2 separate regions of the Danio rerio genome follow, and region 1 is linked to region 2. Evidence: chromatin contacts called from public HiChIP or PLAC-seq data. All regions are on one chromosome and are shown on one strand. Each heading gives the region's core, a stretch centred on a gene start, on an enhancer-like site or on the middle of the called end of the contact. The rest is flanking DNA. Distances are from core to core; before and after follow the strand shown. Region 1 holds the start of csnk1g1 (casein kinase 1, gamma 1). Region 2 holds the start of chrna7a (cholinergic receptor, nicotinic, alpha 7a (neuronal)).

Region 1 (7,534 bases), core at 1,824-4,323, 550 kb after region 2:
AGACCTGTTTCCAATAAGAGTGATAATTATAACTAGGGTTATACAAAATATCACAAAATTAATGTTATAATATTATATGCAACATACATATCACAGACATTTGTGATAAATTACATATGTCTGCATTGGTTATTTATCTAAATTTGACCAATCAGATGGGGCTTTTCTATCATTATCCACATCTACTCAGTAGTTGTAGTTCTGCTATTGGCTGGGGCGGCCCAAAGTTGAACCCAGAGCTGAAAATAAATTCTAATGGCGGGAAATGACAACAGCCAATCAGAGTGAGAAAATTTTCACTTATTTTTCACTTATTCATAGTGTTTTAAAGACTAAATGTTTGCACCTTGACAGCTTTTTTGATTACTTAAAATAAGATTTAAAATATTATCAGTTGAAGTCAGAATTATTAGCCCCCTGAATTATTCGCCACCCTGTTTAATTTTTTCCCCAATTTCTGTTTAATGGAGAGCAGATTTTTTCAACACATTTCTAAACATAATAGTTTGAATAACTCATTTCTAATTATTTTACATTTGCCATGATGACAGTAAATAATATTTTACTAGATATTTTTTAAGACACTTCTATACAGCTTAAAGTGACAGATAAAGGCTATGGAATATATACAGCCATATCGCACTGCTACTTGTATGGATGTATGTATGTATATATATATATATATATATATATATATATATATATATATATATATTAGGGGTGTCACGATTAAGATTTTTAATCGAAATCGATTGAAATTTATGCTCAATTTCGATTATCGAATCAAAAAATAGAATCGTCGATGCTGCCATGCCCCCATGTCACGTCAGCTTGGCTTGCCAAGTGGGAAAAAAACAGGCTTGTGGAAGTGCTTGTTAAACTGCAGAAGCAGGAGACCCGTCGACAGAACTTAAACCCTCTCCTCTTTCAATGAAGTCGCTGGTGTGTAAGCATTTTGGATTTCCAGTGAGTTGTTGACAACGTTCGTGTAGTCGACAAAAAAAACAGTTTTGCAAGCTCTGCTATGTACGTATTACGTAAGGTTCGTCCGATAGACAACACCGGCATCGCGATCCTCCGCCCTCCCCCGTTGCAAATCCGCTCGCGGAAAATGCACATCACGTGACCACACAGACACATACACAGCCATGCGCTCGAGACAGCAGGTCCAGGCAGAGGACTGCTTCAATCTTTCACTCACTTGTACTTAGTCATTTTAGCAAACACCTCAGATACTGTTGGCTGGTTCGTGTTGGTTGTGCGTCTTTTTTACCGCCGCCATTATAACGACACAGATCCCTGCCTAGTCCCACAGAAAAAGTGATTGACAGATGGTAATTATGTGTGTATCTTGCCTTTATTAATTTACTGTATAATTTGTTTATGGGTAAAACAAAGACCATCCAGGTCAGGTAGTTTAAACGGTAGGCTACAAATAATTAATTTGTCTTTAATTAATTAATTAATTATTCATAATCAAAAATCGAATCGAATCGTGCCTTTAGAATCGAAAATGTAATCGAATCAAGGATTTGGAGGATCGTGACACCCTTAATATATATATATATATATATATATATATATATATATATATATATATATATATATATATATATATATATATATACACACACATATCACAACTGGTGGTTAATTAATATTTCTTTATGATTGTTTATGACTAAAGAAGCCAAGGTACATGCATAGAATCACTCACCAACATGCCGTAACATTCATTATTGATTTAAAAAAATATATGAATTTACATATTTTATCAGCGTTGCACATCTGTTAATTCCCCGAAAACAAATTGACAGTGATTCCAACAATATTGTTCCTCTACATATTTTTTCCCAAATACTGAAAATTTTCATAAAAGTCATGAATAAAGTCAAACTACAGGAACCACCTGTTACAAGCCAAATGTAAATTTTTAGTGAGGCAATTAATAAAATCTAACACGTTTAATTGATAAAGAATCACCAACGCATTACATGTTCATAATTCAGGGCCTACAAATCAAATGTAACGAGTAGTTACATGGACACTTACATTTAAGCAAACGCTTAAAAAAAAAAAAAAAAAAAAAAAAGAAGCCTGGAAAATAAATATTAGCCTACATACTTATCTCAACCTCATGTTAAGCCAATGTGCATGCCTTTTTTTCAGCAAAAACCCAAACAGATTACAACCACAAATAAATGCAATGACGAGTGAATGCCAAGGATGTTATTCAGATCCCTGTGCTCGACAGAACAATCAAACCTGATCAAATTTGAATGTATAAGTGAACAAGCCCTTGAAATCTTTCAGACCTCAGATGTGTCTGTGATTGACCCCCAGACAAAAGCATTTTTAAATAATAGGAAACATTAAACAACATTAAAACCAAGATATTGTGAATTAAAGCCTGTTTAAACATTAAACAACCCCTACTCCTGTATATTAAAAACAAGGACATAAACGTAAATAAAAAAACACACTAAATAAATAAATAAATAATGCCTCCTCACGACATTGAATGAGCTTTCCTCCTGCGGGCCAGAATGTTCAATGTTTTTTTCATCCCTGAACAGGAAGGAGGAAGACGATATTTCACAAACCACCTGCCAGCTGTCTATAGCACCAATATATCAAACTGCTTTCTTGATAATCGATCGAGCTAGCCGGTTATCGATGGATATCACATCCAAACAGCGGACAGAGACGTGAAGTTCTCCGTTTTCTGTCGCGAACACGAGCCACAGGGCAAGTCGTGATGCGCAGTTATTGTTCAAACACTGACCCCAGATCACAGCCTCAATCGATCAGTCAAGACTAGCATTAATTACGAGCAGGATTAGCCGTCTACAAGTACTGGAGCTAACAGCCCTGACAAACACCTTTAGCTCGTTAGCTATAGCAGCCTTATTTCTTTCACTCACTTCCACGATGAACTTCGCCGGGGGCTTCGAGGGGGGGAGGATGAATACTGAGATACCAGCGTCTGGAGATTGTGTGACACCTTTTCTCAATAAATTCAGTGGTGATATCCCGCTACCCGCTTTTCCTCCTTTCTTTAGTGTTCCTGCAAGTAACGTGAACCTTTCGCTGTCGCCAATGACTTCCGCTCTCGGACTCTAAGGAGATTTCAAAACAAAAGTCCCTGTACTATACTGGGGTTACGCATTTTGAACGCTGTAACCTTTACAGCTGGTATGACATTTGTGAAAGTATTTATATAAAACGGTATACCGGGTTGTTGGACATATGCTGAAGTATTTGTGCTGTATTAAATAAAACAGTATTTATTTATTTATTTATTTACGCAATGTAAAAAATATGCTAACAGGATGAAAACCTACAAGTTAGCATTCAACTAACGATAACGTAAAATAAAAATTTAATCACTTTTAATTACACTTATAATGTTCCAAACCTTAATGTTTCTTTCATCTATTGAACACAAACAAATTTTGAGGAAAGCTGAAACCCTGTAACCATTGAGATACATAGTGTTACATATGTTTACATAAGTTTCTTTCCTCAAAATATCTTCTTTTGTGTTTATACAAAATGGTAAACCGGATTGTTGGACATATGCTGAAGTATTTGTGCTGTTTTAAATAAAAAAAAGGTTTTTATTTATGTCAAAAAAAATTAATTTAAAAAAACTACAAGTTCGCCATTTAAGCTACGATAACGTAAAACAAAAATGTAATTACTTTTAATCACCCTCATGTGGTTCCATACCTTTATGTTTCTTTCATCTACTGAACACAAACGAATAAATTTTGAGGAAAGCTTAAAACCTGTAACCATTGACATACATTAAATATATAAACATATGTTTACAAGTTTTCTCAAAATTTCTTCTTTTGTGTTTATATGGTATACCGGATTGTTGGACATACATACTAATTATACACTACTAATATTTTTGCTTCAATATATAAAGCAGTTTTTATTTATTCACACAATGTCAATAATATGCTAACAGGATGAAAACCCACAAGTTAGCCATTTACTCCAACTAAGGATAACATTAATTCAACCTAAAATGAAAATAATCTGTTTTTAATTACCCTCATGTGGCTTCAAACCTGTTGTTTGAACACAAACTAATACATTTTGGGGAAAGCTGAAAATCTGTAACCATTGATATCCATACTGAAGTCAATGTTTTTTCCCTCAAAATATCTTTTTTTTTCTTTCTGTTGAACAGAAGAAACAAACATATTTGAAGGAAGTGAAGGGCAAGTAGGCCTAAATGATGACAGAATTTTCATTATGAATCACTGCTTTAAGAGCTCAAATGAAATTTGATAATATAATTTCTGCAATTGTCTGAAAGAATGTAACTTGAGGCAAACCTTCATGACAAATCACAATATAGCCTAACTCATAACGTTTAAATAAACCATCATTTGTTTTTTAGCCATTCTGATTTAGGACCTGCATGGAAAATAATCCAAAATAAAAACATATTATATGACCTGCTGAAAAAAAAGTAGCTAACTTAGACTGGTTTAAGCTGGTTGACCAGCCTGGTTTTAGAGTGCGTTTGGCCATTTCCAGGCTGGTATCCAGCCATTTCCAGCCTGATCTATAGATGGTCAGACTAGGAAATGACCAGCTAAAACCTAGCCAGGCTAGTCAAGCTGGTTTTAGCTGATCATTTTCCAGCCTGACCAGCTAAAACCAGCCAACCAGCCTTGTTTAAGCTTTTTTTCCCCCGTAGGGTAGTAAATAAACACTGTTTTCAGGACAAATAAAGAAACAGCATGTTCACTCGTAAAAATTACCACTATCTTCTTAAATTAATTTAGTAATCTTTTTTACATTAATAGGGTATTTCTGTTACACTAGTTGAAAAAATGGGCGACGCAGTGACGCAGTAGGTAGTGCTGTCGCCTCACAGCAACAAGGTTGCTGGTTTGAGCCTCGGCTGGGTCAGTTGGCGTTTCTGTGTGGAGTTTGCATGTTCTCCCAGCGTTCTTCCGGGTGTTCCGGTTTCCCCCACAGTTCAAAAACATACGGTACAGGTGAATTGGGTAGGCTAAGTTGTCCGTAGTGTACGAGTGTAAATGAATGTTTATGTTTCCTAGAGATGGGTTGCAGCTGGAAGGGCATCCATTGCCTAAAACACACACTGGATAAGTTGGCGGTTCATTCCACTGTGGCGACCCAAGATTATTAAGGGAACTAAGCTGAAAAACGAAAATGAATTAATGAATGAATTGACAAAATGACATTATCTCATCTATATTTTGACACTGCATTTAAACTAATGTTAGCTGAAACATTAAAGCAGAAGTGTTTGTACAAGTTTGTACATATTGTAAATGGAGGCTTTATCAAATCATTTGCCATTTTTATTTAATGCAGGGCATTTAATTAGGATATCTTGTCTTTACTCAAGTACAATTAATTATTATTAAATTGTTTTAATTAACGTAACATTTAAAGAATGGAAGCTTTTCTAAGCAACTTTTCTCTTGTTGTGAGCAGCACTGTTTTGCTGTATTTATCGATTAAACAAATTAACATAATAAGTAAATGAAGAGACCAAGATTTAACAGACTTTTATTGGTGATTAACACAAGCTGCTCTACAGAATTATATTGTTGTGTGTAGCACCCCCTGCTGGTTTGTTTTGAATTTTAAATAAAGCAACACATGTAATGACAACGTTTATTTAAAACTTGCAGTGCCAAAGGTTAGTTGTTAATTAATGTAGTATTTTAACACCAAGTTGAACATAATTATTTGCTATTCATTTTTATACCTTGGACAATATGTTTTTTTTTTAGTCTTGTATTGATTTTTAATCTTATTCATTCATTCAATTATTCATTTATTCATTCATTTGTTCATATAAACCTTCATTTATATAGAGGCTAGGCATTATAGGTTGTTTACTGTTTAATTTATATAATTTTATTATTTGTAATCATTTATATAACGTGTTGAAGTTTGTAAGGGAACTAATAGTTAAAATTTAGATATAGATAATTGCTAAATTAAGGTAAATAATACATCTATCTATCTATCTATCTATCTATCTATCTATCTATCTATCTATCTATCTATCTATCTATCTATCTATCTATCTATCTATCTATCTATCTATCTGTCCGTCCTTTCGTCCGTCCTTCCACCCATCCATCCATCCATCCATCCATCCGTCTATCTATATAAATTTAAATATATGGGACGCTGAATAAACAACAGAACAACAGGCATCTTCCAAAGCTAAATGACATTAAAGGGATAGTACCAAAAATAAAGATAAAATTTACTCTATGAAGATAAAATTTACTCACCATTTACTCATCCTCCAGGGGTTCTAAACCCTCATGAGTTTATTTTATCTGTTGAGCAAAAAAGACAATACTTTGAAGAAAGCTGAAAACCTGTAACCATTGACTTCCATAGTAGGAAAAACAAACCAAAGTCAATGGTTACAGGTTTTCATATTTCTTTAAAAAAATTTCTTTAGTGTTCAACAGAAAAAAAGTCAAATGTGTTTTAGTGTTGTCGGGGAGCTTTACGCTCTGTTTTTGATGAAAATTTATTGAATAATTTATTTGTTTTCTTTCAAATGTTTTTTATTTGTTATAAAATTCATCTATTACAGGCATTTTGATTTGCCAGGGAAGGAAAATATTCATATTTGTGTATATTAAATCATCAATTACAAAAAAAAAATCATTCTCTCAATAATTATTGCCTTAATGACGTATTATTATTTAAATTTATATTAAAATGTATGGGGCGTCACGGTGGCGCAGTGGGTAGCACGATCGCCTCACAGCAAGATTGCCACTGGTTTGAGCCCCGGCTGCTTCAGTTGACATTTCTGTGTGGAGTTTGCATGTTCTCCCCGTGTTAGCGTGGGTTTCCTCTGGGTGCTGTGGTTTCTCCCACAGTCCAAAGACATGTGCTGTAGATGAATTGAATAAGCTGAATTGTCCGTAGTGTACGTGTGTGAATGCAAGAGTGTGTGAGTGTTTCCCAGTGTTGGGTTGCAACTGGAAGGGCATTTCCTGCTTAAAACATATCCTGCATAAGTTGGCAGTTCATTCCTCTTTGAATCAACCCCTGGTTAATAAAGGGACTAATCCGAAAAGAAAATGAATGAATGAATGAATAAAAAATATGTGATGCTGAATAAACAATAGACATCTTTCAAAGCTAAATGACATTAAAGGGATAGTACTTTACAGAAATGTAATCTTCCTCAAGTGCTTCCAAACCATTATGAGTTACTTTATTCTGTTAAACACAAAAGAAGACACTTCGAAGAAAGCTGAAAACTTTGACTTCCATAGAAGGGCAAACAAATCAAAGTCAATGGTTACAGGTTTCAAGTTTTCTTGAAATATTTTCTATAGTGTTCAAAAACATGTTTGGAACAAGTAAAAGGTGAGAAGATTTCAGTTTTGGGTGAACAGTTATCCAGATTTTATAACAGAAAAATCTAAACAATATATCCCACAGATGGCGCTGTTGTTTATATTAAAAATTGAGTGGCGGTCACACTCTCAAATAT
Region 2 (6,634 bases), core at 2,725-5,224:
ACAAAAAAACAATTGTTCGTAATTTAGATTAGGCCAGGTATGCTTCCTGAAAAACTGGCACCAAATTGATAATTAAATTAATAAAGAATATCTGATTTTAAAAAAGGGATTTGCTGAAGTAGGAAAAGCCACTATGTGCCTTTTTTTTCTTCCCTGAGCCTATAGAAAAATGAAGACTCAATGCAATTATAAAAGTTCCCACTTAGCTGATGATTGATAACAAAGCTTGTTTGGCATGCTGTCCAGGGAGAGAGCTGCTTATGAGATCCTTAAGCCCAGGCCTCTTTCTCATTTGCAGGGCGAGTTTGAGCTCAGGTAGATCACGATGAGCTCTCCCAACTTCTTTCTAGTAAATGACAGACATAGGATGGCTAAGGAGAGATGTACGCTTGCTAAGAGCTTGGCTATGGTATATAGGTTGCGTGTTTTTGGACTGTTAAGGGAAACCAGAGAACCCGGGGAAAACCCACAGGAGCACAGGGAGAATGAGCAAACTCATTCATTTATTCATTTTCAGCTTAGTCCCTTTATTAATCTGGGGTTGCCACAGTGGAATAAACCGCCAATTTATCAAGCAAATGTTTTATGCAGTGAATGGCCTTTCAGCAGGAACCGGACCCTGGAAAACATCCATACACACTCATTCACACACATACACTACGGCCAATTTAGCTTATCCAATTCCCATATAGTGTACTTGTGGGGAAACCGGGGTACCCGGAGGAAACCCATGCAAACATAGGGAGAACATGCAAACTCCACACAAAAATGCCAACTGACCCAGCCAAGGCTCCAACCAGTGACCTTCTTGCTGTGAGGGAATTGTGCTACCCACTGCGTCACCTCGTCATTCAGAGTGAGCAAACTTCACACTGAAATGTCAACTGGTGTAGTAGGGACTTAAATCAGGGACATTCTTGCTGTGAGGCAACAGTGCTAATCACTGGGCTGCTGTGTCACCCATCTAAAAAAAGGAGGGGCAGTAGGGGTGTGTGGAGGGAGGGATTCTTCAAGACGAAAAAACTTAGATAAGAAACTCTTATTTATAGTGAGTTAGTGAGTTAGAAATCATCTGATTGGTGAATCAATTGTGAGCTGATGCAGGACCAGCTGTGATCAATCATAAGCACGTGATCCTCTCGAAATTAGTTTATAATTAAATTTCACTTAGCATGCGGTGGCTTTTAGAAGTGTGAGACCACTCTATTTGGAGCACAGCCAAGATAGTTCTTAAGGTCATAATACTAAACCACTTTGATAACAAACCTTGACTAAGAGACTTTAGAATGACCAAAACAACATTTAAGATGTGCAATGTGGTCAGCCTGCTGGTTTGCCCGTTAATGTCATCCCATTGTGCCTATTTTTGTCATCAAATGATCTGTTAAAACAAAATCACATTACGTTTTTCGATGCACGTGCAGAAATGTATTCAGGAAATGGGTTTCATCATACGCTGTTAAAAAAATGTTGCGTTCAACACAACTCTTTCATGTTGTCCCAACACAAGTCAGTTAAGTTAACTTAATGGTTTTTACAAATTTAAGTAGATTGAAAAAAAAAATTACAAAATAATTTATACAAAAAACTCAAGAATTGTGTTGTTTCAGCACATTTTAAATTGAACAAATACTTTTTGTAAATATCTTTTTGGAGTGTTTTAAAGTTTTTTTAAATGTTTATTTTACTTGTGCCCATAAGATTCTTATACACATTTTCAATATTTATACGCATTAGCTATATTTCCATCCATTCTGAAAAGTGATTCAAAAATGATTCCTTGAATTTAAAATTTTTTTTTAAAGCAAATTGGTTGTAAACTATTTATTTGGGCTGATTTTATACTATTTATTTATTTAAATTCAGCACAAAAAAAATAGGTTGCAACAGTTTTGCAGACATAATTTTTTTAGTGCACCCAATGCCTGCTGCTTTCCAACATTATTTAATATAACTTCACTCAAAAAAATCATTGTTGCTGCTTGTTCAAACTACCTGTCTTAAATGAGCTAAAACAATAATTCTTTAATTGTCAACCCTGTATTGTGTGGGATTGTGTTATGAAGAGGAAATGTTGACAATAAAATTATCTTATGTATTTTTTGTAAGGGAAAACACTGTAAGAGTTTTTTCCTCACTTAGTTAAAAATTTTAAAGAGTTTCAGGTAAATGTAAGAATGATTTGACACACTCAAAAATGGAGTTTGCTGTTTGTTCAAACTACTTATTTAAAATGAGCTGAAAAACAATTATTCAGTTTTTGGAGGATAACTTTGTTCAATTCACATAAATTTGTAAAAACGAGTAAGTGACTTAATTATTTTGAGTTGCCCCAACACAAGTCAATTGCTTGTAACCTAGCAAGGATTTGCTCATGGGTTTTATTTACCTACAATTGGTTGAAATAACACAAATAAAATAAGTTTAACACAATTCAAATAGGTTAAAATAACTCAAAACAAATAGGTTGAAAAGTTTTCCTTAATTTATTTACACACTCTAAAACACCACAGTCAGCTCTATCAAATGAAATGAGTGTAATTAATTTGGAATTAATTGCACTCAGTTTTGAACTCAGTGTTAGAGGTATAAAGTTAATTAAATACCTTATTACTTCAACCTAAATGGAGTAAGTTCACAGTACTCGTATAGATTAGTTTTTAACCCAAACGGTTTGTAGCAATCAGTTTCCTCAAACAGTTTGAGTTGCCTTAACTTATTGGGTTTTACAGTACTCAGTTGGTTTGAGTTCTCTTCATTTATTGGGTTTTACTGTACTCAAAATGCTTTGTTTACTCAAATGGATTAAGTTCACAGTACTCATTAGGATTAGTTTTTGAACTGAAATGGTTTGTTGCAAACGGTTTCCTTAAATAGTTTGAGTTACCTTAATTTATTAAGTTACAGTACAGAACAAAGAAACTCAAGTTTGGAACAAGTGAAGGATGCGTAATTGTTGACAGAATTTTTTTATTTTTTTTTAACTTTTTTTTTGAAGGGTGAACTATGCTTTTAAGTATGCATCTAACTTATCTAGACTAATCTGGACAAATACAAGGCAATTCATAATGATTCTAGCCTTTTCCCCTCATAGTTCAATCACTGCCTTTTCTCTTCTAGCAGGACAAGGGATGTTCTTGTAATCGAATTCCCTCAGGATCAAGTCTATTCATAATCGAATTCCACAAAGATGCCCTCTAGATTACATCAGGCATTTGATTCATTCAAAAAGGCACCTGTTATTCATGAGAGATGAATTCAGAAACTAGAGAAGCAGACTCTCTTGACAGTATCAGAGACACTACTGTATAATGCACACAAAGCATCCAGTGTACAAATTCAGTTTAGGGGGCACTAATGAGATTGCAGCCAGAGACAACTAATTAATGGACTGGTAACAGAGCAAAATCATAATTATAAAAGCCACAGCCATTAAAAAAATTAAGATAAAGAAAAAATTAAGAATGAATTCAAATAGACTGACTCTTGAGCAAAGTAGAATTAGACCACAAAGTATATGTTAAAATTGCTAATGTTAAACTGCCAACTTAAAGCCATGACCCAGCACAAAAAACAAATCGCACTCATTAACCTCAAATTCTAATCTGGCTAGTATCCTCATATAAACAAGCCTCAAAACATCAATTTCATTTACGTCACAGCAGAACTTGAAATAGATCTGAGCGGATATGCAACACTTCAATCAGAAAACACTGAATTGACATGCAAGAAACTTTGATAAAGCATTAAAAAGACAATTATTCAGCAAAGCTCATGGATATTTCATAATCAAATGTCTAAATGGTTCCTTACCTCTCCATAGGCAGCATGTGGTGGTAAAATAAAGAGTATATTCCCAAATTCCCATCTTCCTATTTAGATTAAATTGCAGAAATTAATAGAAAAGCTGGTGTGGTGATATAGGTCTTGGTGTTATGAAGAGTCTCTCTCAGCATCCCACGGGCAGAAGGGAATACAGTCTCATGCAGCAGCATCAACAAAAGGCATGAAACCCTGCCCCCCCTCTCTCTCGCTCTCTTTCCCTCTCTCTCCACTCTCACTTTTATGGTTTATCTTGCTACCATTGATATATTGCTTTTAAATTAATTTTACTCTAGCACAACGTCCGAAAGGAATGCTAATGGTTTTTCCAATGTGATGTGGATGACTGGTAAAGGATTTCAATAGCAATCAAGTCATAAAAGGAATAAATTAAAACTAAAAATACATTCAAAAAGAAATTTAGCATATTGATTATCATCTTAGTGTGCCAAATGTATACCAGAAATTTGTTCTTTCTCCTAGGACTGAACTAAGTAAAAAAAAATCCTATGTGGAATGGGGATAGTTCACCCAAAAATGAAAATACTAAGCGTTTACTCACTCTCATGTGGTTTCAAACCTTTATGTATTTCTTTCTTCTGCTAAACTTTAAGATATTTTAAAGAAAGAAGAAAACCTCTAACCGTAGACTTCCTATAAATACTATGGAAGTCAATGGTTACAGGTTCCCAATATTTTTCACAGTAACTTATTTTGTGTTTAAACGAGAAAAAATACATTTAAACAGGTTTGAAACAGGCAAAATGTGAGTGAATAATCATAGAGTTTTAATTTTGGGTGAACTATACCTTTAATTTAGTACAGTGTCTGAACTTTAGTTTTTCATTAATGCTTACAAACACTAATTATAGTTATGCATGACTTTGATCGTGGTTATCCAATTAATACTTTTCCTGGCAACTTCAGTGCAACAGTGTTTCATCCTTTAGGCATTATGCTTTGACTTCCTTCCCCATGCTGCATGATTTGGGTGGGAGATATAGGAGGAGAGACTTGGCAAATGCCCCACTGCACTGAGCATCCAGCCAGATAGATTCAGCTCTGCAACTTGCTGCTCAGCACATTGCGAAACAGATGTCTTAAAGGTGCACTCCGTTCTTTTTTTTTATGGTTGTTTATTGGTTGTTTGTTTTTTTTGCTCACGGAGATTAGTCATACAGTATAAATAGACATGAATTAAGGTTTTAAAATAATGGTGATAAAATATTTTCATGTAGCAGGGGTTTGTTCTTCGTACCTCACTTAGTGATGTTTTATAAACAAATTTCGGGAGGAGCACGATCCGTATTTGACGAGGCTAATTCATCACAATCATTCTATTATCCAATCAGCTCAAGACCAAACCCCTACAAATAGTTAAAGACGTCATACCTCCATTTTCTCTTGACTTTAGCATCCCTTCACCACCCCAACTCCACATTATTAAACCTGATACCTATTTAAATCTGAGGGAGGAGTGTTCTGAAGCCGGGCTAGACACTGCGCTCAGACCCTATCTCTCTCTATCCTGATAAGAGGAATACCACAAGTTAGGGTGTCTTCCGAGCTCAGAGCCCTCTCCCCGGACAGCTTGCCGAATACTTATATTTTATTTAGTCAAATGTCTGTGTGTGAACCCATGAAACCAGTCTACATTACTTTGGCAGATCCTGGGTCTTTTAATCAAGATAACTGGCGCAAATTCAAACTAAAATTTGTGTGCAATATTTTTCTGTTGTGTCATGGGTTAAATGCAATGTTTCCTGAAAACTGTGTGCAAGGGTGAACATGGTAGTTTGAGATATGTATTGTTTTGTTTGGTGGGTATTTCTAAAAATCCAGACCGATTGGCAGTAAAATGAGTATAAACAAAGTCCCTTTAAGGCAAGCCATTTTACTCCGTGGCCATTTTTAAAACATCTACTGTATACTGAGCTAATATAGTGAATTAACCATCTCTTTTTTTCATCAATAACACAAAACAAGATTGGCAAATGGCCAACAAAATGGGTCTAAGATGATATAAGCCAATTAAAGCTTTTGGAAGACTTTTTTTGTCTTAAGAATTCTAAGCAAATCCACACGATGAAGTTTTTTTTTTTTTATATGAGCGTTAAGGCAGGTTTGGGAATATAAAACAAATTTCAAGCACAAAGGTAATAAAATGCTTAACATAAAAGTGAAAAAGAAAATACATGGTTTTAAAAGAACATATTGTTCGACGTTGTTCCATTTAAAAATATTGTGCAAAATTTAGTTAGTGATACTCAATAACATTCCACACTTATTGTAGGCTGTTTGTGCAGGCTTTACACTTTTATGTGTACTGACGTAAAGTAATTTCTGGGGATCTTCATCAGACACTAAACCTCACAGATGCCAAAACTTGAAATACTTGTCCTCACAAGGAAAGCAGGCATAGGAGCCTGATGCTGAAAGATCAGTGTAAATCCATGCCTAAATATGGCCAGGGTCATTCTAGAACAGGCAGAGAAGTGAGTGGATGAAACTCTGGAGGATCCAACTCAGAAGAGTAGAGTTGATGTTGCATCTGCTTTTATAGTCCTGTATAATAAGATAGAGAGATGATGAGTCTGTTAAATCATCTCGCCCTGTGTACAGTAGATTTTCCAGACCAGTTTTGGGAAAGTAATTTTTAAATGAAATATATTATGTTACTTCTTTTTAAAAAGTAACAAAATTTTACTTTTTAAAGACAGTAGTGGTCTACACAACTTTTGCATTACTTTATATTTTATTTAGGCTAGGCTGGCTTGTTTTAAAAAAAAAAATAAATTATGTATATTTATTA

Evidence for each region. HiChIP or PLAC-seq counts read pairs in DNA pulled down with a chosen protein or histone mark.
Region 1: an H3K4me3 HiChIP or PLAC-seq map of embryo shows a contact between it and region 2, with 7 times the contacts expected there. The contact joins the promoter of csnk1g1 here to the promoter of chrna7a in region 2. A contact is called at or near these places in 1 of 18 Hi-C or Micro-C datasets (caudal fin) and 1 of 4 datasets of contacts at active chromatin or transcription factors (embryo).

The regions. Positions count from the first base shown.
Region 1 is chr7:69,169,487-69,177,020 of GRCz12tu, forward strand. csnk1g1 (casein kinase 1, gamma 1) reads right to left here and starts at 3,074. Exons shown (of 12, transcript NM_001008635.1): 1 at 2,925-3,074.
Region 2 is chr7:68,619,800-68,626,433 of GRCz12tu, forward strand. chrna7a (cholinergic receptor, nicotinic, alpha 7a (neuronal)) reads right to left here and starts at 3,975. Exons shown (of 10, transcript NM_201219.2): 1 at 3,814-3,975. The coding sequence starts at 3,868.